Linked DNA regions of Zea mays: regions 2 and 3 are each linked to region 1. The links are chromatin contacts, called in public Hi-C maps. All regions are on one chromosome and are shown on one strand. The core of a region is the stretch at or near the end of the contact, and the rest is flanking DNA. Distances in the headings are between cores, read along the strand shown.

Evidence for each region. Hi-C and Micro-C count contacts between places; a contact is called where the count stands out from the background.
Region 2: a contact with region 1 is called in a Hi-C map of leaf, with 3 times the contacts expected there. The contact joins the promoter of LOC103627429 here to the promoter of LOC541732 in region 1. A contact is called at or near these places in 7 of 25 Hi-C or Micro-C datasets (ear, leaf, seedling and 2 more).
Region 3: a contact with region 1 is called in a Hi-C map of leaf mesophyll, with 1.8 times the contacts expected there. The contact joins the enhancer-like site here to the promoter of LOC541732 in region 1. A contact is called at or near these places in 4 of 25 Hi-C or Micro-C datasets (bundle sheath, leaf, leaf mesophyll and 1 more).

The regions. Positions count from the first base shown.
Region 1 is chr5:190,172,893-190,176,473 of Zm-B73-REFERENCE-NAM-5.0, forward strand. It overlaps LOC541732 (myb-related protein Myb4), which reads right to left and starts at 1,750. Exons shown (of 2, transcript NM_001309530.1): 1 at 1,405-1,750; 2 at 394-1,126. The coding sequence starts at 1,667. The coding sequence ends at 655.
Region 2 is chr5:190,040,385-190,043,672 of Zm-B73-REFERENCE-NAM-5.0, forward strand. It overlaps LOC103627429 (wall-associated receptor kinase 5), which reads right to left and starts at 1,509. Exons shown (of 3, transcript XM_008647727.3): 1 at 550-1,509; 2 at 286-456; 3 at 1-165. The coding sequence starts at 1,495.
Region 3 is chr5:190,012,868-190,016,022 of Zm-B73-REFERENCE-NAM-5.0, forward strand. No RefSeq gene overlaps it. Among protein-coding and RNA genes, the nearest start is that of LOC100278742, 17 kb to the left of the region's middle. Within about 2 kb of position 1,879, at least 18 of the 20 cell types and tissues checked have an H3K27ac peak or open chromatin away from gene starts, as enhancers often do. A contact at or near this core is called in bundle sheath, leaf, leaf mesophyll and 1 more, where this site is marked.

The sequences.
Region 1 (3,581 bases), core at 500-2,999:
ACAAATCTTTTCATTGCATGAGGCCAACGGTGGAAGATTTCCTCAAGCTGCCCGTACGTTATTCATGCTCGAATCGAGGCGGCGAAAAGTGTATAGGGAAAAGCGGATCGGAGCATAGTACCGAATACACCCGAGTGTTTTAGTCATCCGGGAAAGCTTAAAAAACACTCGGTAAACTTTTTGCCGCTGGGCGAAGAGCCTAATTCTAGTAGTGGTTAAAGGCTAGCTTTGGCGAGAGGTTTCATGTACTAGTTTATAAGACTATTTCAAAATAATGTAGATAAGTTCCATTCTTATAAAACTGATTGTATCTCTTCAAACTTTTATCTTCTATCTCTTCATCTCTTTCTGCTATAAAACTCTCACGAAACTTCCATTGACGCTGACATCATGGACATGGACATCGGTCATGTAGCAGGGACCCTGGTCCCTGATAAGCAGCTAGCGGCGGAAAGCACAGGTGACAGAAAACTCAACTAAAATCGTAGTATATAATGCGCAAAAAGTGAACACCGCCATGATGAAGCACAATCGCTTTCCGCTGCACAAGTTTTCAGTCAGATATACGTCCACCGAAACGGAGCAGAACAAAAGGATTGAAAGAATTCTGAGGCCAAGAACATCATCAGCCGATCGAGAGAGAACCGTCTAGGTTCATGCATAAATCTGGGGCGAATTCTGCATGTCGCTGGCCTGCATGAACAGCTTGAGCCAAAAGTCCACGTCGTCGTTGGTCGACGGCGCCGGCGGCGACGCGCCGAAGGCGCCCTCTGCCTCCTCCATCCCGGAGTCGGAACTGTCGACCGCCATCGCCAGCGTCTCGGACCAGAAGCTGTCGTCAATCTGGTAGTCCTCCTCCTCCGAGGTGAAGCTATCCGCGTTCTCCAACGACGACGAGGCCGCCGAGTAGTCAGTGGTGGTGCTGGTGGTCGACGTGGAGACTGACTGCTCCGGCGAGACCGGCGCTGCGAGCGTCACCGCCTCTGGCTGCTGCTGCTTCTTGGGCTTTCGCTTGGGCGCCTGCGTGGCTGTCTTAGGCTCCAGTCGCTTCTTGAGGTGAGTGTGCCAGACGTTCTTGATCTCGTTGTCCGTCCTCCCCGGCAGCCTGGCAGCGATTGCCGACCATCTGAAATCATACAGAAAGTAGCTGTTTAGTGCGCATGATTTTTTTTAAAAAAAATTGGCGGTAATTTTTACGAGACAACAACAACTCAACAAGTGGCTGATTGCTAGGTCATGCATGCATGCATGTTCTATAATAATGGTTCTGGCAATGACCGGATCAAACTCGACCACATCATCAAGAACCAAGAACCAGTCTACACTGAGTATATCCCGGCAACGAAGGGATGGTGTTAATTATTTTCGCGTGACGATGATATGATGCGTGGATAAGCACCGTACCTGTTGCCGAGCATTTGGTGGAGTTGGATGACTGCGTCCTCCTCCTCGCGGGTGAAGTTGCCGCGCTTGATGTCGGGGCGCAGGTAGTTGATCCAGCGGAGGCGGCAGCTCTTGCCGCAGCGGGGAAGGCCCGCCTGCTTGGGCAGCGCGCGCCAGTTGCTGTGGCCGTGGCGCTCGATGTGCGCCACCAGGATCCTGTCCTCCTCGGGCGTCCACGGGCCCCTCTTGAGCCCCATCTTCTCGCAGCACGGAGCGCGCCCCATGTCTCGATCTCCCGGCCGAGAAAGAGCTGGGCTTTGGCTTTGCTTGCCGGGTCCTGCCGAGAAGACCGAGCTGAGGGAGCTTGCTGCTGTGCTGATGACTGGCTCTGGGAGGGGCGGGCTGTGCGCTATTTATATGCCCCCGGCCGGTGCCGCGCGCGACGACAGCGAACGGGGTTCACTTCGCTCTCGGCTCTCGGTTCTCGGCTCCCGGGATGGAAAAGGGCAAATCCAAACGTGGTCAAAGCAAGGGAGCTTCCCAGAAGGGGGAGGTTCGTCACACAAGGAAGAACAAGCTAGGGACGGGAATAGTTTATGCTACGCTTTGAATTCGTTCGTTTTTTATCAGTTTGCTTGGATCGCGTACGTGATTCGGGCTGTCGTTTTTTATTCCTCGGATTGTTTGTACCTTTGTGCCCTTCAGTGTCGGCTAAAAGCGTACGTGTGGGAACGGATGTGCATGCGTTTCCTTTGATACGATATCATATCATATGGTTCTTATAATAAGTGAAGCTAAACTAAACGCTCGAGAGACGCAACAATGAGGTGGACATGACATGTCCACATGCGAAAATTTTGGTTCTCTCTGTGGCTATATCACGCGTACTTTGAGTGTCTTTTTTTAGATTTGTTGGCCTCGACGTGTGCTCTACGATCTATGGGGCCTCATAACTTTAGGTATAATAAGATGAAACAATCACACACGGATAGATTTAGGGTCACCTAATCGTTACTATATTGTCGTGTCTGTTCATATATTTTAGCATAATAGTCATACACCAGCTTTGCCCTAAAAAGAATATCGTACGTTCTGGTTTGATAAAAAAAAATATGTCTAAGTTCATAAAGAAAAAATACTAGCATTTATGAATGTACTAGTATGGTATATATTTTAATGTAGATTTGATTAAATTCAAAATGGTTTGACTTTGAATAAATCTACAAAAAAAATTTCTTTTTTTTTTTGAGACGGGGTAATTAAGTAGTATTTTGTAATCATTATCAAAATTGGATTGTATACCGGGCCAGCTTTTTCCCTTTGTCAACACAAGCTACCTAGCTACTTAAAAGTTGTCTAACCGTATCCAGCAAAGCTAAGTACAAACACGAGATATGTGTTTGGTTTCTCATTGCTACAACATTTTTTTAATTATTTCTAAAATAACATTACAATTTTTCCCCGGAACTAAATGTGCGCAAGACCTTTAGTCCCGATTAATGGCTTCAATCCGGACTCAGGGAAACCTTTAGGTTAAAGCCACCAATTAGAATAAAAGGTCATATTTGTGCTCGTCTGTGACACTAGCAATCAAACATTGAATTAATGCTGACTTTAGTCCCAAACTTTAAAACAACCGGGACTTGAAGGTCCATTCTCCATTTCTCCACTGACCACCGGTGGTGGCTTATATGGATAGAATAAATCAAGATTTAGGGTTACTTTAGGAACCTCAAATCTCCTTCGAGGTTGGAGGAGATTGAGGTGGAAATAAACTAATTTTCTCTCCAATCCCCTTCAATCCCGAAGGGGGTTTGAGTTTCCAAACTAGCCCTTAGTGATTAGTTTATACTTTCTCCGTTCCAATATATAATTCATTTGACTTTTTATTTTAAGTTTAATTAACTTGTCTTATTCAAAAAAAAATCTTAATTGTTATCAATTTTTAATGCAATATTATTTATCATATAATATATTTAAAGTATGATTTTAATTTTTTCATTTTTTCCAAAAAAATTAATAAGACAAACCGGTCAAACTTGGTATAAAAACTCAAACAAATTATAAATGTAGACGGAGGGAGAATTATTTTTCATGATTACATAGGTAGATCGATAATATAAATATAAATTTAGGTGGTTACATTAAACTATCCTTTTCAAAATGGCATGTTGGCAAGTTTTAAAAAAAATATCGGA
Region 2 (3,288 bases), core at 259-2,758, 130 kb before region 1:
GCGTGAAGCTCGACAGGCCCTGCCTCGACCTCATATCCTCGAACAGCAGGAGGCCGCCGTGCTGCTTGAAGTAGTCGCTTTTGATCTTGGCGAGCCTCCTCTTCTCGTGGATCATGTAGAGGCAGGTCGCCGTGACGATCAGTACGACAACGCCACTGCTAACACCTAGTTCAGCAAGAGACGACTAGGTCATTTCATTATGTGTGCGGTGGTTGGATCATCTATTCAACTTATTACTAGCTAGCGTTCGCAAGAAACAAGAAAATGGAGACGACGTGTTCCTACCAACGGCGATCTGCCACCCAATTTGGTTCTTTTCGTCCTCGCACGTTCCGTTTACGGCGTTGCCCGTCGTCCTGTGAGGGCACGCGCAGTAGAATGATCCGATCGTGTTGACGCAGGTACCAGGAACAGAGCACGGGTACCTGAACCTTGCATCTTCGCACTCGTTAATATCTGCAAAAGCCAATCGTTAGCTTAGGACGCCGAGCTAGGCGATCGAATTCAGTTTCATTATTGATGCGCCAGCGACGGTAGGAGAACGAGCACCATGGCAGCCGTTGAGCAGGTAGGGGTTGCCGTCGTATCCGGCGGAGCAGTTGCAGAGGTAGCCCCGGCCCTTGCCGTACTTGGAGTCGATGCACTCGCTGTTGCTACTGGCGCACGCGTACGCAGACGCGCTCCGCTTGGCCTCCTCGCACGTCATGTTCCCGATGGCCCAGTCGAGCACGAGCGGCACCTGGCCGTCGTTGTTCGTCATGAACGCGTCGGTCGTCACGTACGTGGTGCGGAAGTTGAAGGCGGCGGCCTCCATGAGGACGGCGTAGCTGCACGGGCTGAAGTTGGCGATCCGGGAGGTGTTGAACTTCTCCTCGAAGGAGACCGAGTACGCGTTCAGGTCGCTGGGGATGGCGGTCTGGCAGCACCCGAAGCCGTTGCAGGCGCCGTTATTCAGCCGCCCCACGCCGGGGCACATGGCCATGCACCCGGTCATGTACGCGGCGGCGCTGTCGTTGGGCCACCGGATGTAGGCGAGCGAGTTGCAGCCCATGACGGTGAACCTGTTCTGCGCGTCGTTGATGCGGAAGTTGGTGATGGACATGTCGTACCACCAGTTGCTCTGGTCGTTCATCGCCCGCGTCGTGGCGTTGTAGCACCATGGGTTGATGATGTTGTAGATGCGCAGCTGCCCCAGGCGCACCGACATGTTCAGCACCTCGATCTGGTAGTTGTATAGCCGGAGCCGTCCGTCCTCGCTGCGGTTGCAGGAGAGCATGAACGTCCAGTCCCCCGTCTCGAGGTGGCACCCGGGGCCGACGCCGAACGGGTACGGGATGTCGATGTCGCCGCACCGCCGCAGGCACGTCGCGCTCGGCTGCATCGCCGCCGCCATCGCTGGCGGAGGCCCCGTCGACAGGACCGATGCGGCGAACAGCGCAAGGATCATGGTTCTTGCGCTCTCCCAGCCTCTCGCGGCGGCGTAATTAGGAGGCATGGCTTGGCGGCAGTGCTACTGCTTCCTGGCCACATGCCGCGGCTAATTTGAAGAGAACAAAATCGCAGGTAATTTCATTCGCACACAAGACGAATTGACTTCACTGCACGTCACACGATGCCGACAGTTATGTGCGACATTTTCAAAGGACACGCCTCCTTTTCTGATGTGGCGTTGCGGTAGTTGATGCACGTTGATCTTCAGGTTCAAGATAGAGTACTGGTTCATCGACAGCGATTGATTGATCACGCACTCCTTTAAGACGAGGTACTCGTTCATCCTCTCCGTTCGACGTATGAACATAACCATGGAGGTACTTTGTATTTTTGAAACATTCCATTGGCCTGTTTAGACAGACTAAACTAAAGTTTAGTTCATATTTTAAACTCTAATTAAAAGACCTAAACATTAACTATGAATAAATACGCCCTTCTAAAAACTAGTATAAATATAGTATCCCCTTCTTTCAAACGAGCAACAAACAAGTATGTTCTCCTAGTACACTGCTTTACATACTCAAAATATCCTACTCACAACAAATTAGTATATATATATATATATATATATATATATATATATATATATATATATATATATATATATATAAAGAATGTACTCATATACTTTTAGTATATGTCTAGGTACTTTTTAGCATTTTAATTTCCACGCAAACAAACATATAGTCACACTTTAATTTATACGTAGAAACCAACTAGCTACCATAATCTATATATACTGTATACATACGCATAAGATGACAAGATACCATAAGTACCAAGAAATTTGTTGAGTAGGAAGAGAACGAAAGGTGTAGGCTGAAGGCCCCTTAGATCAGGGCGTTGATGTGGCTACAAGCACACAAACTATTTATAGAGGTTCGGGCCAAAAAGTGTAATACCATATCGCCCCTTTGTGGTAGATGAATTAATGAAAGCAGAGGCAAAGATTACATGCTCAAATGTTGTCTAAGAAGAAGGACCGACTAGCTCCACCTCTACTTTGGTTTTGTTGAGAGTTCTAGTCTATAACCAAAATGTCTCGCGCTGTGAAACCTATAATAGTCTTGGGCTTGCCTGAACTTGTTTGTTCGACGTCTGGCTCATCTCTTTTTTTCTATGTTGATCTACTTCTGCCTTTTATAGCACAAAGGAGGGGAGTTATATGCCTCCTAGATAGTGGGCCCTATCGAGCAGAAGTTCAACTTCTCCTATCCTAGATGCAAAGCCATACACAGTTCATGCCTCGTTCATCCACTGTTGAGCATGTCTTTCTGTAGTGACAGATATGTCCAGCCATAGTGGTAGCTACGGAAGTCCATGCCAATGAGTATAGCATAGTTGGCGAATGGTGTAGTTTCATGTACTTTAAAATGCTTACAGGTACACATAAAAGTTCTAGCATGACAATAGTGATAGTGACACACAACACACTAGCTGTGGGTACACATGCAATCTTTGTTGTAGTGACATTGCATTCTTTTTTACTGCAACATCGTCCATCTTATTTCATGTGATGGACAAAAGCTTTATCTTGTCTACCTTGCACCACATGGCACGTGGTACCAAGGGCGTACTGCCCAGTGCCTTCCTGCATTAGGAGCGTCTTCACATGAGGCCATCCCGCTTCAGAGGTATCTTATAGAATGTTCGGTGAGATCTTTGGTTGCGAGCCCTAGTCTGTATGAGTCTCTGGACTTGGCCAAGCCGGGGGCTTGGTCCCTAGCCTAGAGAACCCCAAAGGCCTAGGGCGGATCAAAGACCTAGAGGACCTTAGGATTTGACCCCGATCTGGAG
Region 3 (3,155 bases), core at 629-3,128, 160 kb before region 1:
GTCTGTGTGCACATGCACGAATGGCAGGCACTGCTATCTGCTCGCCGTCTTCATGGTTGCTCCGTCTTCATGGCTGCTGCTGCTGCACGCAGCTGCTGGGACCCGGGTGCCTGGGACGATGATGTATGCCTAGCCCACGCACAGAGATTCGTACAGATTTTAAAAAGATCGAAGGTGTGTTTGTTTATTGTGCTCGTTTCTGGTCTCATGTGCGTCTAGCTCCGTGGCAAATGCTGTGGAGATGATGTTGCAGCTTTTGTAGCTGTTTTTTTTTAAAAAAATATTGATGCAGCTGTGAGATTTAGGGTCATTTTATATATGGAGCTATGGCGGAGTATTTCTTAGAAACCGCAGATATTTTGAGAGGAGCGAGAAGTCCTCACAAACGGGTCCAAATTAGTTTGTGAGGCTTCACCTCTGCTAGTTCGTTCTCGAGTTTGACGAGAGAGAGAGAGAGAATTCCATGCTACACCAACAGTACACTGATCTTACAGGAGAAGCTGAAGAAAGTTGGGAGTCACACGAAACATGACCCTTGCATTTCATGCGCAGAAATGTTGTGTGCGCCGAGATTGCAACCCAAACCCGTTTATTTAACCTTGCAATAATAATCATGTCTCACAGCTGCCTGTTATCTTCAGTCTAAAGAAAAGCCTCTCAGTTGTCTTGTCTACTTATCTGCATACTGCTAGTAGCAGGACGCCAGGACCTGTGCTGTTTCCGGCGCGCACCTGCACTGCTGGTGGACCTCATTCGGACGAACACTTCGTGTGGGGTTGCTTTTGTTTGAGCTAAGTATGCCTGAATCAATCCCGATGAAGCGAATGGAGATGCCTCAGGAGACCGGCCGGTAGTAGATCGATCTGCCAATCGAGGCAGGCAAAGAGATACGAAAGCGACAGTAGACAGGGGGACGCCTGAAGAATGTACTCCGTATGCATTATTTGGCATCGCGCGCGCGTATTCCGTTCAGGACGCTGCAGTGGACAGTGGTGCCATAAGTGATAAAACTTTGCAGATAATTAAGTTTGGGCCAAACAAAAACAAAATTTGCTTGTAGATATGTTTATTTCACCCTTATTGAAGAAAAAAACATCACGCCGAAAACCCTACTGCTACTATTCATTGGTCTAGCTTGTGTATTGGTTTTTATTCAGCCTATTCTTCGCGAGCGCGTGATCTGGGTCATCTTAAAATATGTTTTGTTTCTAGGACTTTGCTGATTTGCTTCAAAAAAAACGAGATCCATCATCATGCCTTCTTTTGTATTGCCATCTTCATGTATTATATATATATATTGCATTGCATCATAGGGACGACCTACTTAACTTAAGCATATTCTTTGCAAACATGCATGCATGTTATTAGTCACCAAAATCGTAGATTATTGTGGCCTACGAAAGCCATATTTGCCATACTCTTCAGCATCCTAATTCATGTTTTCCTCTTTGCATCACACCTCTACATTTGTTTTCCCAATTCATTATTTTATAAGCATCCAAGCTAGGGCTAGCTTCATTCGCAATTTTCCCCAGATGGTCCCATGGAGCGCGCGCTGCACTGCACCTGGTGGTCATGCTACGTTTACAGTCTGGTGGAATTTGATCCAGAAGATAGCTTCTTGCTAGTCCACGAACTGTTGTAAAGAAAACGACACTCCGGGCAAGCTTGTTATAGTCCAGGCAAGCATATGGACCACCAGCACCAGGTAAGGTAACGATGCTCCACTCCCCTGAAATTACTCACTCGCGGTCAAATGAATCCTTCAAGAGTCAAATCAGATGACTCTAATAATTTCCTAACGACAGGACAGGACAGGCCAGGCTTATCCAAAGTAAGACGGGACCGGACGGAGGCCCACGCCACACATTGCATTAATCCGTGGGCCGTAACTCTGGCTGCTGCACTGACTTGGCGGGGCTCCGCGCTACCACCAGATGAGATCCGCCCACATCAACAAGACGGGACGGCGAGCGAGACGCAGCCCCCGGCCCTTTGGGATCGGGACCAGGTGCGCTTGCCCTTCTCCCCCGGGCCCCGGCCCATGCGCTTTCAGGTTCGCTCGCAGGAGCATGCAGGCCCCCAGCCTAACTGTCGCGACGGCGCCGGTACCGTCTGGGGCCTGGTCGCGGTGCGGGTACTGTCGGCAACGCCTGTTGCGGCCTGATTGGACGACCTGGGCACAGACGGCAACCGCCAGCCATGCAGATGCAGTGCAGCTAGCTAGCGACATGGAATGAAACTAGACGGTGCTTCGCGGTTTGCTTCATCCGCTACGAATTCAAGTCCGGAATCATCAGATCGGCGAGGGGAGAGCATTTCCAATCGACATGTTCTTGCTTCAATCCAAGCGCGAGAAGGAGCTGACCGGGGGGTGGGATGTTGATGCAAAGCTTCAAATTGAAGTTTTCTTGCTGTGAGTACGGTGTATCGATCGCCTTGGAAAGCTGGAAAACGAGCATGGCCATTTAAGAGGAAGATAGAGATATTATTGATGAGACATCTGGGAGCGTTGCAATCAAGGTGACTGTATAGCGGATTGCACCGGATTGACGTCGATGCAGCGGATTACAACAGATAGCGGGCGATATTACGGATAAGTTTCAATTAGCGGCACCTCGTAATCTTATACTATATTATTTGTTTTAGATTAAACATACATTCATTAATTAACATACAAATATAGTCTTTATGTATGATTATATTTATTATCATTCATAAAAAAGAGAGCTACTTAGAACTGTATTTTAGGATCGAGGTAGTATAATTTTAGACTAAATATACTTTAATTAATTAATCTAATGCATGCCAGCTACATTTATTCAAATATGGATGAAAAAAGAGCGCTAGATTGAACTGTATTTCTTTTACGAAGGGAGTATAATGATACAAACATATATCATGAATTATATGTATAAATAGATACTGATTTCACACTTACTTAAATTAAGAAAACAGATACACATTAAATCGTCACATAGGGAGTTTGCAAAGAAACATACTATGAGACATAAAATAGCTCAAATGACTATCACTCCTCATCACTTGAAACCCTCTCCATATACATAAAGGACTAAGGGGTATTCCCATCCCCTTCCTCTTTACTGTTAGAACAATCAAATTCGCCATAAAGTAGCTCAAATGACTATCACTCC